Regions from separate parts of the Mus musculus genome. Here region 2 is linked to region 1. A link is a contact called in public promoter capture Hi-C data. All regions are on one chromosome and are shown on one strand. The core of a region is the stretch at or near the end of the contact, and the rest is flanking DNA. Distances in the headings are between cores, read along the strand shown.

Region 1 (4,650 bases), core at 775-3,274:
AAGATTTATCCAGGGGCTGGTGAGATGGCTTAGTAAGAACACTGACTGCTCTTTTGAAGGTCCTGAGTTCAAATTCCAGAAACCACATGATGGCTCACAACCAATTGTAATGTGATCTGACGCCCTCTTCTGGCATGTCTGAAGTCAGCTACAGTGTACTTATACAGTATAGTAAATAAATCTTTGGTCCGGAGCAAGCAGGGACAGAGCGAGGAGCGAGGCTGATCAGAGCAAGCAGCGGTCCTAAAAATTCAACTCCCAACAACCACACGAAGGGTCACAACCATCTGTACAACTACAGTGCACTCACATACATAAAATAAATAAATAAATCTTTTTAAAAATTTATCTACTTTTACTTATATGAGTACACTGTAGCTGTCTTCAGACACACCAGAAGAGGGCATCAGATCTCATTACGGATGGTTGTGAGCTACCATGTGGTTGCTGGGAATGGAACTCAGGTCCTTCAGAAGAGCAGTCAGTGCTCTTAACCACTGAGCCATCTCTCCAGCCCTAGAGTTTCTGATTTAATTTGCTTCTCTGTTGCTGTAATAAAACACTGCCCGCCAAGAGTAACTGGGGGAGGAGAGGGTTTATTTGCGCTGCAGGGTTCCGGCATCAGGACCTCAAGGCAGGAGCTTGAAGTAGCAATCATGGAGAGACATTATTTACTGGCTGGCTTCCAGACTTGCATTCTGCTATCTTTCTTATACAACCCATTACTACCTGCCCAGGGGATCACCTCCCACAGTGGGTTGGGCTCTCGCCTCCATCAATTAGCTATCAAGAATATACCCCACAGACCAATCAGATGCAGGCAATTCCTCAGTCGAGATTTCCTTTTCCCAGACATCTCTAGATTGTGTTGACAAAAATTAACCAGCACAGCTTCACAGATGATGAAATGCTTGTGCTGCCCAAGTGGCAGAGCAGTAGAGGAAGGACTGTAACAGGATCTCTGGGCAAAGGCACAAGGGTGCAACTGTCATTTCTATTACAGCCTGTTGTCTCCTTAAGAAGGGTTCGGCGCCTAGAATAGTGCCAGGGCTCCACGTGAGCTAGAAAAGTGTGTCAGCATGGTTTTTAGGAGTATAGACTGGATCAGAGTAGTGGAGGTAGGCTGAGAGGTCAGAAGATGGACAGGCCTTCCTAAGGTCATGGAGAAGTAGTTGGAGCCAGAGGCCATGTACAGACACAAGAGGTGGAATCAGTTAACTGTGCTTCCCGCAGAGCGTTAAAAGGAAGGCCAGGAGTAAACCAGACTAGGGAGAGAAAACACAGAGCCCAATAATGTTTAGGAGTTTAAGCTCTAGGAGGCCTGGTGACACCCTGAGAAATGGAGGACAGTGACATGTGCCCATCTGCAAGCAAAATGGTTGGAGCAGTGAGAAACCGAGAATGGCGGTTGCCGAGAGAACACGCGTGGGTAGTGCAGCCTCAGCAGACACACTCAGGGGTTGCATGTGGGAGGAGGGGCTCCCAGACTTGAGGACTGGAGAAAGCATTAGCAACCTGACAGAACCGGGTTAACAAAGGAAGGACTACATCTCCCAGCATGCTCGGGTTCGGTGGGGTGACGGCTGGCGGTGGCTGCGCCGCATCCGACTGGTGGGCGCGGGACCTGGGTGGGCACCGGAGCCTGTCATCCCTGAGGGGTCCGTGGGGTGCGGGCGGCGATGCACCGCTGTCCCTCGCCCAAGGGCCGCGCCGGGCTCTTGTTCCCCGCCCCGCGGCCCCGCCCCTTGCCCCACCCCAGACGGGAGACCTAACCCGGGCCGCAGCGCAGCGGCCGCAGCAACATCACTCTCACCGCCGCTGTTCCGCCCCATCCTTTTCTGTTTTTCTCTCATTCTCCGGTGGCGGCGGCGGGGAAGGCGAAGGAGAGGCAACAGCAGCCAGCCTTGGCTGCAATGAATGATCCTCCACCCGGAGGGGAGGACTCCAGGTGAGCCTCTGACCTCGGGAGGATCGGGACCCTCCGAGCCGCCCAGGACTCGCATCCCCCGCCATGGATCCCTAGGGGAAGGGAAAAAGGAGGAGGAAAAGACAGCTCTGCCGCCCACCCCCATCTCATTTTCCTCTTCCTTTATCTCATTGTTGCCGAAGCTGTAGCCGTAGCGCTCACTCTTGCTCCAGCATGGGGTGGATTCCAGGCACTACCCTTCGGCAGGAGCAGCTTGCGCGGTAACCTAGGGATTCTGCCTAATTCTACCTCTCCAGACTGTGCACAGAAAGCCGCGGAGAGCTGTGGAGGCCTGGACTGCAGCAGTCTCGGGGCCAACTCCCTGCATCCCCACCCTGGTAGGCTGCATGCGGATTGAAGAGAGGTGCCTGAGGGCTGGGCCAGCCCGACTGATCCCGACCTAGGAGTAGGGCAGAAGGACCGCCCAGGCTGCAGAGCGGCCCACCTGGAAGGACAGAGGTGCAAGATGGCCAGTAAGACCAAGGCCAGCGAGGCCCTGAAGGTGGTGGCCCGGTGCCGCCCCCTCAGTAGGAAGGAGGAGGCTGCTGGTCATGAGCAGATTCTGACCATGGACGTGAAACTGGGCCAGGTGACTCTGCGAAACCCCCGCGCGGCACCCGGGGAGCTGCCCAAGACCTTCACTTTTGATGCTGTGTATGATGCTAGCTCCAAGCAGGCCGACCTGTATGACGAAACGGTGAGGCCCCTGATAGACTCAGTGCTTCAGGGTTTCAACGGCACCGTATTTGCCTATGGCCAGACTGGCACTGGCAAGACCTACACCATGCAGGGGACCTGGGTGGAGCCAGAGCTCCGCGGGGTTATCCCGAATGCCTTTGAGCACATCTTCACCCACATCTCCCGCTCCCAGAACCAGCAGTACCTGGTTCGTGCTTCCTACTTGGAGATCTACCAGGAGGAGATCCGAGACCTGCTATCCAAGGAGCCAGGCAAGAGGCTAGAGCTGAAGGAGAATCCTGAAACAGGGGTCTACATCAAGGACCTCTCTTCCTTTGTCACCAAGAATGTCAAGGAGATTGAGCATGTGATGAACCTGGGGAACCAAGCCCGAGCAGTGGGCAGCACCCACATGAATGAGGTCAGCTCTCGGTCCCATGCCATCTTTGTTATCACAGTGGAGTGCAGTGAGCGTGGCTCTGATGGCCAGGATCATATCCGAGTAGGCAAGCTCAACCTGGTAGACCTGGCCGGCAGTGAGAGACAGAACAAGGCTGGTCCCAACGCAGCTGGAGGGCCAGCCACACAGCCAACAGCTGGTGGTGGGAGTGGAAGTGGCAGCGCTAGTGGTTCTGCCAGCAGCGGAGAGAGGCCTAAGGAAGCTTCTAAAATCAATCTCTCGCTGTCCGCCCTGGGCAATGTGATTGCTGCTCTGGCTGGCAACAGGAGCACCCACATCCCCTACCGGGACTCCAAGCTAACCCGGCTGCTCCAAGACTCACTGGGGGGCAATGCCAAGACCATCATGGTGGCCACACTGGGTCCAGCTTCTCACAGCTACGACGAGAGCCTCTCTACCCTGCGCTTTGCCAACCGAGCCAAGAACATCAAGAACAAACCGCGGGTGAACGAGGACCCCAAGGACACACTGCTGAGGGAATTCCAGGAAGAGATCGCTCGCTTGAAGGCCCAGCTGGAGAAGAAGGGGATGCTGGGCAAGCGACCTCGGAGAAAGAGCAGTCGTAGAAAGAAGGCCGTGTCTGCCCCAGCCGGCTATCCAGAGGGGTCCGTGATTGAGGCCTGGGTGGCCGAAGAGGAAGATGATAACAACAACAATCACCACCCACCCCAGCCCATCTTGGAGGCAGCTTTGGAGAAGAACATGGAGAATTACCTGCAGGACCAGAAGGAACGGCTGGAGGAGGAGAAGGCTGCCATCCAGGATGACCGCAGCCTTGTGAGTGAGGAGAAGCAGAAGCTTCTAGAAGAGAAGGAGAAGATGCTGGAGGATCTACGGCGGGAGCAGCAGGCTACAGAGCTGCTTGCAGCCAAGTACAAGGTAAGGTCCCCAGACAATGCGAGTACTTTGATTGGTAGATTTTCATTTGAGGGTCTGTGAGTTGGCCTGAGTGGGATATCCCACCTCAGGACCACACACTGATGACTGCTCCGGAGCAGCTAAGCAAAGTACCATAATACTAGGTAGCTAGGTGCACTTACATGCGAGCATCCACACCAAGCAAAGTGGGGAGATGTCTTGGACCAGTGGACTCCAGATGCTCCGACCACCTCTGCCACTGTCTACCTGTGCAAATGACCCCAGGATTGGCCAGGTCTATGAGAAGCCACGCAGGACCTCTGTGAGTATGGCTTCTCACTTCTGCATGGCCCCCTCTCCTGATACTTTTTCTTCTCTCTGCAGTGTCTTTGGGCCTCGTATCATATTAATAGTATCAGACATTTGGATAGCACTTTACAGTTTACAAAGTACCCCATTTTTATATCATCTGGTCTCATCTTCATAGGAGCCATTCCAAAGAGTAGCTTTTAAAGCCCCATCTTACTGTTGAGGACTTAAGGCTCAGGAAGTGCCAAGGTTCTTTCTATTCTTCAGAGTAGCTGGGCTGAGATGCTACTTGCAGACTTCATGCTTTTAGTCTTCAGTAGCAAGGCCAGAGAATCCTGCTTCCTATGGAAATAGCCCAGTGGATGACAAAGTGCCAGGC
Region 2 (4,014 bases), core at 511-3,010, about 18 Mb after region 1:
GCGCTTTTATTTTCAGGCTGTAGAATGTGAAGAAGGAAGTGAAGATGATGAATCCCTCCGAGAAATGGTGGAACTGGCCGCCCAGAGACTGTACGAGGCTCTGACGCCGGTGCACTGACAGCCTTGCCTCCCAGACTCCCAGACTTTTTTACACTCAGCCAAGAGTTAACTTCTGTTCTTCAAATAAAATAACCTTAGTTTCTCCGGGGGTGCCTGTTTACTTTTGCATCAGATGGCTTGACTACTGCAGGACCACCAACTGATGTGTCCTTTATTCTCCAACTAATCCTCAAGGGAGCCACTTCTGCCTGAGCACCACACTGAGTCTGCCTCCAGGCACTTTCCGCAGTGTATGCTGAAATCTTCAGCTCTCCGTCTGTCTTCCTCTGGTCTGTACTGGCAAATCTGAGTTTTGAGTTGAATGCAAATGTTGTGCCACAGCTTTGAAACCCCTGTTCTCCACACCCTTACCCAATTCCTTGGCTTATGATTCTAAAACCACCACTTTTAGGACTCATCTGTTATGGGATCTACATGTTCAATTCAGAGATGGGGTTTTATGCCTCAGATGTAGTGTGAGTTAGTTCATTAGTCTGGTTTTCTAAAGGACATAAAATTCAGACCAAGGAGAAAGTGGGTGGAGCTCAGTGATGTTTCTCTGATGTTAAAATTAGTCAGTTCAAGCCAGATTCAAGTACATAAAAAACGCAGGTTTGTTGGGCCATCAAGTTCACTGGTCCCAGGGCTGTCAAGATGGCTCAGCGGGTAAGACCACTGACTGCTCTTCTGAAGGTCTGAGTTCAAATCCCAGCAACCACATGGTGGCTCACAACCACCCGTTATGAGATCTGCTGTCTGAAGATGGCTACAGTGTACTTACATATAGTAATAAATAAGTCTTGGGGCTGGACCAGAGCAAGCAGAGGTCCTAAATTCAATTCCCAACAATCACAACCATCTGAACAGCGTACTCATATACATAAACAAATCTTAAAAAAAAAAGTTCATTGACTACTACAGAAGAGTCCAGCCCCTGTGCTGGACAGTCCAGGGTTGGGGGCAGGGTACCAGGTAGGGGCTGAGCAGCGATGCTGAAAGAACCTGGAGGCCAGGTTTGCTATCTATGTAAAATAGCAACACTTCAGTTCCTTGCTGGGATTGTCACCCTTCTCAAGGGAGTGCTTCTCCTTCAGAGCACACTATCAAGGCAAAGAACTTCGCCCATGTAGCCTGTCTTGTCTACCTACCCTCTTGGGTGTGTAAACGCTCCGGTGCTTTGCTAACAGTGTAAATCTGACTTCCTTAAAATGAAATTTCTATAAAACAGCCAAATTCCCATGTTTTTGGCCTATACCAAAAGCCTAGGGCCCCCATAACATACAAAAATTTATTACATAAAACTAGAAATTTCCTTTTAATAGCTGGGGCATGTGATACCGTGAAGTCAGGCGGTCTACAGTGAGGGTCCCTAGACACCTCTATCTTTTACTGTGCCCATCAAGTCCAGTACTGGAAGAGGAAATCCTCCACTTGGGCATGGCCAAAAATGGACGAGTGCTCCTGCTAAAAACGAGATTTCCAAGCACCACAGCTATCCCCAGTCTCGGAGAGGCGGGGTTGGGGTGAACCGGTGGCAGGACTCACCCGGCCGGGGACACTCGCTTCAGGAGACCTGAGTGCAAAGAGGTTTGATCTGGGGCTCACCCCGCCCACGGCTAGCCCCGCCCGCAGCTAGCTCCGCCCACGGCGCGAGGCTCCTCCACATCCGGCGCAGCCCTGCGGGGTTTTGGGCTTTCTACCATGTCGCTGTGCGAGCGAGCTGCTAGCGGGAGCGCTCTGCTCTGGCCTCGCGTGTTGCTCTTCGGGGACTCCATCACGCAGGTACCCGCCGCACCCTCGGCTGCATCCGCGTGCGTGTCGGAGCAGTCCAGGCGCGGTTCTCCCCCACCCCACCGTGCTCCGCGAGCCGGTACGGATCCCGAGCTGCCCGACTCCCCCGGACTCTGGATGGCCCGGTGCGCGTCGGGGTGCACGGGAGCTTAAAGGGTCCGCCTTCGCTTGGTTGCAACCTCCTGCGGGTTCTTCACCGAAGCTACTTTGAACTTTGAACCGACTAGTTCACTCCTCTCTTCCTCAAGCGGCTTAGGTCCAGTACCAAGTGGTTTTTGAAAACAATGCTTTCAACAGCATGAAAAAGTAACCCTATCTGAAAACATATAGTTCCCGATTGAGGAAATTCTTCAAGATGCCTTCCTTCAGGGAGATTAAAAAACAAAACAAAACAAAAAAAGACGCTTCTCCACAATTTACTCGTACGCGGGCTTGGCTTTCCCTAGTAATTGGCAACATTGTTTTTAGATATTGGGCATTAAGTTTTTGTGAGTGGGCGAGATGGCGCAATACTGCTGGAGGATTGCCATGACTGTCAGGGAAATCAATAGAGCATAGGCTTCCTTAGTTTTCAGCTGTGGAGAAATGGGATAACATTATGTCAGCTGACTCAACATAGTTGAGCTTTCTGCTGTTCAGATAACGAATGTCTCTAATGTTAGGTCACAGTAAAACCCTCTCATGTCCAGAGAGTTTCCAAGTGAAGCCACAGTAATTCTCAAAATACCTTCCCAAGCAAGGAAGGCAAGAAAGAAGCCTGGGAGTGTCTAAACGGAGTCTGCATCTAACAGGCCTGGCCCACCACCATGCCATAGTGTATAGCTGTGTGGGTAGTAACAGACTTCTTTCTTCAGTTTTCTTTCCAGCAGGGTGGATGGGGCTCGTTGCTGGCTGACAGACTAGTCAGGTAAGAACAGTTCCTAGATTGTACTTGGCTACTTTCTGGTGGGAAGCATAGTCAGAGTGAATGGTGGAGGCTTTTATCTGCTAGCTTTCCCCTCCTGGATACATGTTAAAGGAAAGGAATTCAGGTTCAACAAAATCGAGTTTCTACCACATGGGAACCAGCAGCACTTGTATTGGCTGCTCTGCCTTCCTGGAACCTTTCAAACCAGCCTGTTAGTGGGTTCCTAACGTTCTGTACCCGTTTGGTTAACGTCTATCGGAAAGTCCATTTTAGATGTACCTTGAGTCACCACTAAAATGTATAGAATTAGACCCTTGTATGGAATTCATATCTCATTGAGGGACATGAGGAGTCTGGGCAGGGTGAGCGTTCCCATAAGGTTCACAGAACACGGGTTAATTATGGACAGCTCCCAGGACTAGGTTATGCTCTTAGCTCATAACCCATCTTTTTAACCAATTTCTTTCAGAAAGTGTGATGTTCTGAATCGTGGATTTTCAGGTTATAACACCAGATGGGCCAAGATTATCCTCCCAAGACTTATCAGGAAAGGGCCTGGGATGGAAAACCCAGTGGCCGTTACAATCTTCTTTGGTGCCAATGACTCTTCACTCAAAGGTAAGGACATCCCTAGATCACCTTTGGTTTGCCTGGACTCAAACAAATACATGTTTATATTACTCTCCCACCAGACTGCTTCTGTATCTCCCAGTAGAAAGCTTTCCCGGGAACTGAGTGTTCCTGGGGCTCGCTCGCCTGTGTGGGTTTCTTTGGGCTTTGATGTGGTCAGATTTGGCTCAGGTACTCTAGGGCTCATTTCCCATATGACCGCCTCCTTGAACTCACCTGAAAGTACTTTTCATTGTCTGTTCCTGCCCTCTAAGTCCTCAGCTGATACAGTTGGCAGCAGAAGGCTTGCTTCTGGGGCATGCGCCCCCTGGTGACAGAGGAGTGTCCTCTTTGTTAGGTTTTTGGTTTTTTGGGGAGGACTAGGCTCATGTACCCTCTAGTGACAAAGAAGGGTCCTTTTTTGTTAGTTTTTTTGTTTGTTTGATTTTTTGAGACATGATCTCCTGTAGCCCAGGCTGGCCTCAAACTCACTAAGTAGCTAAGGCTAGTTGATCTTTCTGCCTCTACCTCTCAAGTGATGGGAGATCACGTGATTATGGAGAAAGACTGGCCAGGATGGTTCATGGGTAACTTTGCTTTTTACTCTC

The links. Promoter capture Hi-C pulls out the DNA fragments that hold promoters and counts their contacts.
Region 2: a contact with region 1 is called in a promoter capture Hi-C map of cranial neural crest. The contact joins the promoter of Iah1 here to the promoter of I920046F24Rik in region 1. A contact is called at or near these places in 3 of 39 promoter capture datasets (cranial neural crest, pre-B cells and second pharyngeal arch cranial neural crest).

Annotation. Positions count from the first base shown.
Region 1 is chr12:3,363,549-3,368,198 of GRCm38.p6, forward strand. It overlaps I920046F24Rik (RIKEN cDNA I920046F24 gene), which reads right to left and starts at 2,025. Exons shown (of 1, transcript NR_164312.1): 1 at 1-2,025. Kif3c (kinesin family member 3C) reads left to right here and starts at 1,584. Exons shown (of 8, transcript NM_008445.2): 1 at 1,584-3,983. The coding sequence starts at 2,433.
Region 2 is chr12:21,314,632-21,318,645 of GRCm38.p6, forward strand. Iah1 (isoamyl acetate-hydrolyzing esterase 1 homolog) reads left to right here and starts at 1,761. Exons shown (of 6, transcript NM_026347.3): 1 at 1,761-1,881; 2 at 2,745-2,797; 3 at 3,267-3,415. The coding sequence starts at 1,801. Cpsf3 (cleavage and polyadenylation specificity factor 3) reads left to right here. Exons shown (of 18, transcript NM_018813.3): 18 at 17-425. The coding sequence ends at 118.